Regions from separate parts of the Zea mays genome. Here region 1 is linked to region 2. Evidence: chromatin contacts called from public Hi-C data. All regions are on one chromosome and are shown on one strand. The core of a region is the stretch at or near the end of the contact, and the rest is flanking DNA. Distances in the headings are between cores, read along the strand shown. Region 1 holds the start of LOC103641695 (peptidyl-prolyl cis-trans isomerase FKBP53). Region 2 holds the start of LOC100280029.

The links. Hi-C and Micro-C count contacts between places; a contact is called where the count stands out from the background.
Region 1: a Hi-C map of leaf shows a contact between it and region 2, with 7 times the contacts expected there. The contact joins the promoter of LOC103641695 here to the promoter of LOC100280029 in region 2. A contact is called at or near these places in 3 of 25 Hi-C or Micro-C datasets (ear, leaf and tassel).

Annotation. Positions count from the first base shown.
Region 1 is chr10:122,728,596-122,732,454 of Zm-B73-REFERENCE-NAM-5.0, forward strand. It overlaps LOC103641695 (peptidyl-prolyl cis-trans isomerase FKBP53), which reads left to right and starts at 1,621. Exons shown (of 12, transcript NM_001346763.1): 1 at 1,621-1,862; 2 at 1,954-2,027; 3 at 2,175-2,389; 4 at 2,542-2,644; 5 at 2,723-2,810; 6 at 3,624-3,859. The coding sequence starts at 1,847.
Region 2 is chr10:122,587,414-122,591,341 of Zm-B73-REFERENCE-NAM-5.0, forward strand. It overlaps LOC100280029, which reads left to right and starts at 2,133. Exons shown (of 5, transcript NM_001152973.1): 1 at 2,133-2,997. The coding sequence starts at 2,817.

The DNA.
Region 1 (3,859 bases), core at 371-2,870, 140 kb after region 2:
CATTCCCTGAGCACTCTTGATCACTCACACTCCATTCTTGCGCACTTGTTCAACATTCTAGTGATTTAAGCTCAGTTCTAGTGTGCTAGTTTTTTGAGCTTAAGTCTGGGTCTTGAGTGTGCGTATTTGCTGTGATCTTTGTGTCTTGTGTGAGTTGCTAATCCCTCCCTTACTCCGTGCTTCTTTGTGAACTTCAAGTGTAAGGGCGAGAGGCTCCAAGTTGTGGAGATTCCTCGCGAACGGGATAAAGAAAAGCAAGCAAAACACCGTGGTATTCAAATGGGTCTTTGGACCGCTTGAGAGGGGTTGATTGCAACCCTCGTCCGTTGGGACGCCACAACGTGGAGTAGGCAAGCGTTGGTCTTGGCCGAACCACGGGATAACCACCGTGCCATCTCTGTGATTGATCTCTTGTGGTTATTGTGTTTTGTTGAGACTCCTCTCTAGCCACTTGGCGATTATTGTGCTAACGCTTAACCAAATTTTTTGTGGCTTAAGTTTCAAGTTACATAGGATCACCTATTCACCCCTCTCTAGGTGCTCTCATCAACGACCTCCACAGCCGGACGGTGCACCAGGAGAACGCCCTGTCGGACCGACTCGCCACCCTGCAGGAAGACATCACCGACCGCCCGCTCTTGCCCATCGTGCGGCAGCGCGAGCTCGCCACCGCGGCACGACTGGGAGCTGCTGCGAGCGGAAGCTGCGACGGCGCGGCACGGCTGTGGCTCAGGGCGGCCCGACTAGGAGAACCAGAGCCGGTATTGTCGAGGTCTATGGTAACCAGCATTGTACATTTGTACTTAAGCACAATAATCCTCCTAGCTAGCAATCAGCCTCTTTGTCGTCGTCTCTGATGCTCCGGCTTTGAAAGGTCCATCTCTACTCATCTAATGTGCATCCATCCTCTTTGTATAATTTAGTTTAATTGTATTTTTGGTGCATTGCAGTCGTTGAGGAACCAGAGGCGGCAGTTCTAGCCGGTTTAAAGCTCCTCGGGCTCTTGGTCGAAGTCAGGGTCACGACTACAGAGGAGGAGCGTCAGCTTGAGGACCACAATGAGGCGCAGGATACTAGGTACTTTCTGGGGTTTGGTGACACCCATGAAGATTCTATTGAGGTTGATAGTGTTGCCGGCTCTCAAATTGGCACCGGCACCGAATCCACAAGCCCGCCAGCGCAGTCCCTAATCCTGATTAGGCTGCTGATCCTGATGCTAGTGGTAGCAACATGAAGAAAAGGTCCAAGTGCTGGAATGACTTTGATAAATTGACTCAATAGTATGTTGTTCATGTTCCTAAATGACATCACGATAACTCATGCACAAGAACGAGAATCCTACGCTTTTCATTTTCCCCTAAAATTAATCAAAAGAGACCTAAATTGATCACGGATAGATGTGCAACCATACAGACAGAAACTTTCCACTTTTCCAGTTCGGAACTGATCAAATTTTCACGCAGTTGCGTGTACACAAAACGAGCTTTGTAGAGTGGCGAAGCATTTATCGTCCAAAACGGGCCTTAACGTGCCAACCGGCCCAATTCAAAGTGCTCAGGCATACACTGAAACAAAAGGTATAGTAGACGTTACAAGAGCCTCACACTTCACACCCCCCCATTCCCCACTTGCCTCCGCCGGCGCATCCCTAAACCCCAGTTTAGGGTTTCTCGCGCGGCGCTACGCTCCGCTCCCTCCTCCGCTCCCCGCCCGATCGCCTCTTCCTCTACCTCCTCGAAGCTTCGACTGTTCCACACCCCCACCCATATCAACCCCTTTCCCCTTTAGCTCCTTCCCACTGATACGCTCGCCGCGTGAAGCATTCGTTAGCCGAGCCGCCGCAACCATGTCGTCGTTCTGGGGTAAGAATCGTTTCCGGGGCTACCGATGTTGCTGCCAATTTCCATTGTGCTTGATTCTGTTGGTCCGACCGGACTATTGCGTGATTCGCAGGTGTGGAAGTGAAGCCCGGGAAGCCCTACACTCTCACCCATGGCGACTTCGCCGGCCGCCTGCGCCTCACCCAGGTCCGCTTCTCCTCAATGTCTCCTCTTACAATTTGATGGCCAACGGGTTTATCACGTCGTATTTAGGAGGCTTACAGTTGTATCTTATATCTAGTGTTGTGGTTGTGGGAAATGTGATTTTCTTTGGATTGGCAAATGGCAACGCAGGCGACGCTAGGGGTTGAGGTCGGCAAGGGGGAGAAGGCTACCGGCGTGAAGAGGTGTGTGCTACAGTGCAGTGCCGAGAACAGAGATCCCGTTTTTCTTTGCGTCCTCATGCCGGAGCAGTCGGAGACATGCCACCTGGAGCTAGAATTTGAGGAGGAAGTCACCTTCTCAGTGATTGGGCCAAGGAGCATCCACCTCGCTGGATACTACATGACGTATCCTTTGCTGTCTTAGCATCAATTTATTATCTATCTCCGTTGTAGATTGATTATTGGAAGGCATCAGACGCTTACCTTTCTTTGTAGTAGATTGCTGCAGGATTTCTTTGTTCTTGGGGACTCTGCTTTTCCTTAAATATTTTTCTCAGTGATGTGTGTGGGGAAGATAGGGGTGACAGTGATTCTGGGAGCGATTCACTTCAAAGTTCAGATGAGGATGGTTTCTTGGAGGAGGACGATGATGGTAACATGGTAATGATCCACAAGACGATGACAGACAGTACACAAATTTTATCCTCTTGCACAATTCATGTTAGTATCTACTGACAGGTTATGGGATATTCAGACAGTGAAGATGATGATTCAGAGTCTGATGATGAAGAGATGGCATACAATCAGGGTAGGGGCAAAAGTTCAGGTAAGGCACTACCACTACATATTCTTCCATTGCCCATTTGCCTTGTCAATTGTCATATGACCTGTGAAACAATGCACATAGGATATCTCTGTGAATGTCAATTGTATTTTGTGATGCCTCCCTGGTCATTATTCTGAACCGTAGAACTTGGTCTATCTCTACTCGTGTTTTTTCACCTTTCATAGGATCACTGCCATTGGTTAATTGTTAGGTGTGCTATTTCCCTTTTTTGTATCACCGCTGTTAATGTAAGGTTATAGGTTGAAAGTTACAAAGCAGAACAGTGAACCACAGTCCACAGCTATGATATGGGAATTGTACTTGCATATGCCCTTGAATAATTGACGAGAGTAAATGTAATATTGATTTTAAGTTTGGTTAAGGGTGTGTAGCAAATAGCTTTATGAATAACTGATGAAAATAAATGTAGTATTGATTTGAAGTTTGTATATAAAACATATCAATGGAAGATGGCTGTTGTGAATTATTAATTGTCAGCGTGGAACTTCTTATGAAGCTTATTTCATGTGTCATGAACCTTCTTTTAATACACTCTAAAATGTTACAGGACTTATGCATGCTGTTATTGCAGGACGTTTTAGTTATTCTATACCTTTTCACGTTTAGTTGGTTCGAGCACGTCCCATTGGCATTGAAGTTATCTCGTCACATTAAAGAAATACTTCATTACCATGCATTCATTTAGTTTGAATTTCACTTCTCATTGGCATCAAAATTACCCCAAAGTCATACACCTTAGGTGCTGGCCAACATATTTTTAATGGATTTTCTTACTCATAATGAATTTTGCAGTTGTTATTGAGGAAATTGAAGAGGATGACAAGGCTGCTGTTGCTGAAGTGCAGAAGGGATTGAAGAAGCAAAGCCGTGAAAATGGTGATGAGTCTCAACTCCAGCTTGCTGCAAGAAATCCACCTACTGAATCCTTGGAAAGTGAAGATGAAGATGGTTTTCCTGTATCATTTTCTGAATCAAAGAAGAGTTCTGAGATTGTTTCAAACAAGAATGGGGGAAAAGACAAGGAGACT
Region 2 (3,928 bases), core at 883-3,382:
TGAGTGGACTATAAATGTGTAAGCTATGAATGTGTAAACTATGAGTGGATGATAAATGTGTGAACTACGAATGTGTGAACTATGAATGGACTATAAATGTGTGGACTATGAATGTGCTAATGTGTTGTTTTATTTTGTTAAATGTCTAGATACAGTCTACATGATATTGTAGATAAACTAGCATTTTTCAAATTTGTACCGAAAAAATTTACTTATCGCCGATGGAAATCTGATGAACCTGATAATCCTGTTTATCACTGACCTCTAATATTTTCACCTATCGATAGAGTAAACCCTGGATTCAATGCACAACCAAGAAAGTTGTTTTGTCTTTTCTATGAGAACAAAGGTCATACTATGAAAAGTTGCCAAGTGGCTATACAAAAGCAGAATGAGCTTGTCGAAGCACGACAGAATCAGCCGAAAGAGGTCTTCCATACATATTTGTATCATTTTCCCTATATCCCAGAACATGTCCAACACCAACAGCCAAGGCTACAACCTTCGAGCTCTATTGCTTCGACAAGTCTACCACCAAGCCACTGTTCTCATCACAAAACACTTGACCGCTCACTCCACTCCTGATATTGGCATCGACCTCAATCACAACTAGAGACTTGGGACCTGCTTCATCTCTCAACTAGCTTGTATCCCCTAATATGAGCACCTACGTGCAAGATAATATAAGTCTCATCCCCTCGCTGGAAGTAGGGCCTTCTCTTGCCTGAACCACGATAAATCTCGTGTCTTTTTGCATTACACATCTGAATAGGGACACACATCACAAACTCACTTGTTGATTAGGACACTCGGGTCAAAGCACTGACAAGTACTATGTTTATTCTCACTACCTATGCATATATTACTTTATTCTATTACGATGCTGCTAGCTTTTTGGTTTGGGTCCATTTTGGAATTGTGTGTACTATGCATGTGTTTATCTAATGTTATATCATTCAAAGTATATCTACATCCGCCTTCATAATTCTAATAAGGATTATATTATATGTGGGCCTCGTTTAACCCATATATAGATTTTGTGTACAATATGCATGTGTTTATCTAATGTTACACCACTCAAAGCCTACATGCATTTGCCTCCATAATTCTAAGAAGGGTGGCCTTCGTAGGACATGAAAGACGACTCTAATATTGAGGCTATGACTAACCAAGATAAAAGGCGGTCAATAATGCATGGAACCTCCAATCATGCCTCCGCCTCGGATTTATTGCCCATAACTGATGAGGATCATAGATAGAGACCGTTGCACCAATCCCTACCGCTGACCTTGGAGTAACAATATATATTGTAGATTCACATAGAAATACAAATTTAGCACAACAACATAATAAGCAAGTTCTAAATCAACATCAGTTGATTCTTAGAGGTAATAACTGTTTACCTGTATTAACATTCATAAAGGTTTAGAACTTCTAATTATATATTGATTTTTCTATTTCTTCTTCTCATCATTAGTTTCCAATTTTTTTTCTATTGTTAGAAGGGAAATGAAACATTTTCCCCCTTAAAGAGAATGTATAATATATTGTCCCGTATCTACGATTAAGTCATAAATAAGTATTTAATTTCCACGCACGCTGGCACGTGCCATTAACTAGTTCTAAATTATGTTCAAACAATACATGCATCAGTACTAAAGAGGGGCATATATGTAAGGGTAGATTGGTCTTCTTCTTTAAGATGTAACACCATTAAGTAGTGTTAACGAAATAGGGGCAAATGGTACCTTTATTTTCAAAAAACAACGGCACTAGCACAAACCATAAAAAAGAGGGGTAAATCTACGGTGCTGTCACAAAGTAGGGTAGTCAACACAATTACCGCTATATATACACATCATTTTAAAAATAAAAAAATATTACTATATGACAGCAGCCTAAGCACAACATAACTCTCCTACCGGGTCAGTACAAACCCAATATAAATCGTGTTGCGCCGGACCACGATTTTTTGCAACACTATTAAATAAGCTATGTATTAGACGGGTCCACAAGATACAGGCACACAGCTCATTTGTCCATCAATATTTCGAATATCTGGTTGTTTGAAATAAGAAAAACGCAAGCCTAAAAGGATTAGGATCTCCTCGGTTCCCCGCGTGGCCGCGTATCAAGTACCCAAACCCTTTCGATCTGCTCAACTACCAAACTCTGCTCCTCCCTGCTTCCGTCACGCGAGAGCACTCCACTCCCACGCGAACCCTAGCAGTGGTTCTCCCTCGGGGCCCCGCTAAGCAGCTTGGTTCCAAGCTGTAGAAGCATCTCCGATCCCATCCGCGGCGGGTTGAGGCCATCAGCTCCGGTTTCTGCAGCCGGATTTGGGATCCGCGAGATGTCTTGGTCCGCGCCCGACGACATCCTCCTCTCCACCTCCCTCGCCGGCTTCTTGGACAGTGAGTTTATGAGATCGCCTTCTGAGCTTGTCTAGTTTCCTAGATGCTGATATTGGTCCGTAGGAGCCGATGCGCTTAGATTTGATTTTTAGGGGGGTCGTAGATCCCACTGGCCTAGTTTTCTGCTTGTGGAAGCCGTGACTCTAAGTCATTGTGCGAATTTCGTACCGACGATTGCCTTCTGTGAGTGGGTTCGGATCAAAAGCATGCACATTATTATGTGACTCTGCAAATCCTTGTAGCAGTTGTTAGTAGGAGAAGAGGGAAGGCTCTTACTGGTTACGCAGTTATCCATATTTAATACAACTCATTTGGTTTTGGCGAAAGATACTATTTTTCCTGTAACTCAGTCAAATTTTATCTTGTGACTGACTGACTTCCTTCAACTTTGTGAAAACTTTCATGGGTTTATCTGTTTATGCAGATAGATACATATTTTTGTGTGTGTGTGTACGGTTTGTGCCAATATCTGAATGCTACCATGTGTCTGTACTGAATGGGATTGTCTTATGTTTGTTGATGGAAATGAGGAAATCTTACCTGGAGTTGGTTGTGCCTCGTGGAATATGGAGGCAGAGTTCTGGTGCGTTCATACTAAGCGTTGTTAAAGGTTGTTAGGTCCCATGATCTGTTTGGTTCCAAATGTTTTTGGCAATTATTTGTGCAAACTTAATGCTATGTACATTGTACAGAATTATGGTTTATTGGACCCTCTCATGTGTGTTACATTTGTACCTGAAGCTTGCATTTGGAGCAATAGAGAATAGACTTGATTAAAAAAGGGCAAACCTTGTGTTGGAGGTTCCCACATGAGTGGGGTTTGGGGAAGGGATAAACCGAGGCAAGCCTTCCCTCCGTAAATACGGAGAGGCTGCTGCAAACCTGCGACCTGGTGACTCAGTGAGACAACTCTCACCCCTGCACCAGACCTGCCCTTCGGTTGGATAGACTTGATTATGAAATATTTAAATTCTGTGTTTGGACCAGCCTAATTGTAAGGCAACTTTGGTGTGTTCTTCAATCTCCAAGTGCATGAGCTCCCTCTGAATTAGTTGATGAATTTTATACCTCAATAGAAACCTAATTTAAATTGTCTGTCCTATGACTGTAGACCCTCAGCGATTTGGCAAGCTGATGACACTATGATTGATTGATATTTCTATTAATTTTGTAGTGTACATGAGACAATGAGAACACTAGCCAACCTGAGTTCTTTTGAATCAGTTTGTCTGTTAACGCCTCGATATATGTTTGGTTGAAATTGTTTCCATGTGATGGTACAAGCAATAGTTTTTCTGTTTTTTTAATGAGCGATGATATTATGATTGTTTGCCACTTTTGCAAGTGCATATGAAATAATGAGAAGAGAGGATAATATACGAAAGCATTGGGTAGCTGCAGTGCAAGGCGTTATTGACATGATAGCGTAACTTGCCACTGGAGCTAAAGGCCAACAAAATTTTTGCTTTCCTAAACAATCAACCAAATATATTGCTAGTTGTCTACTTAAGTAC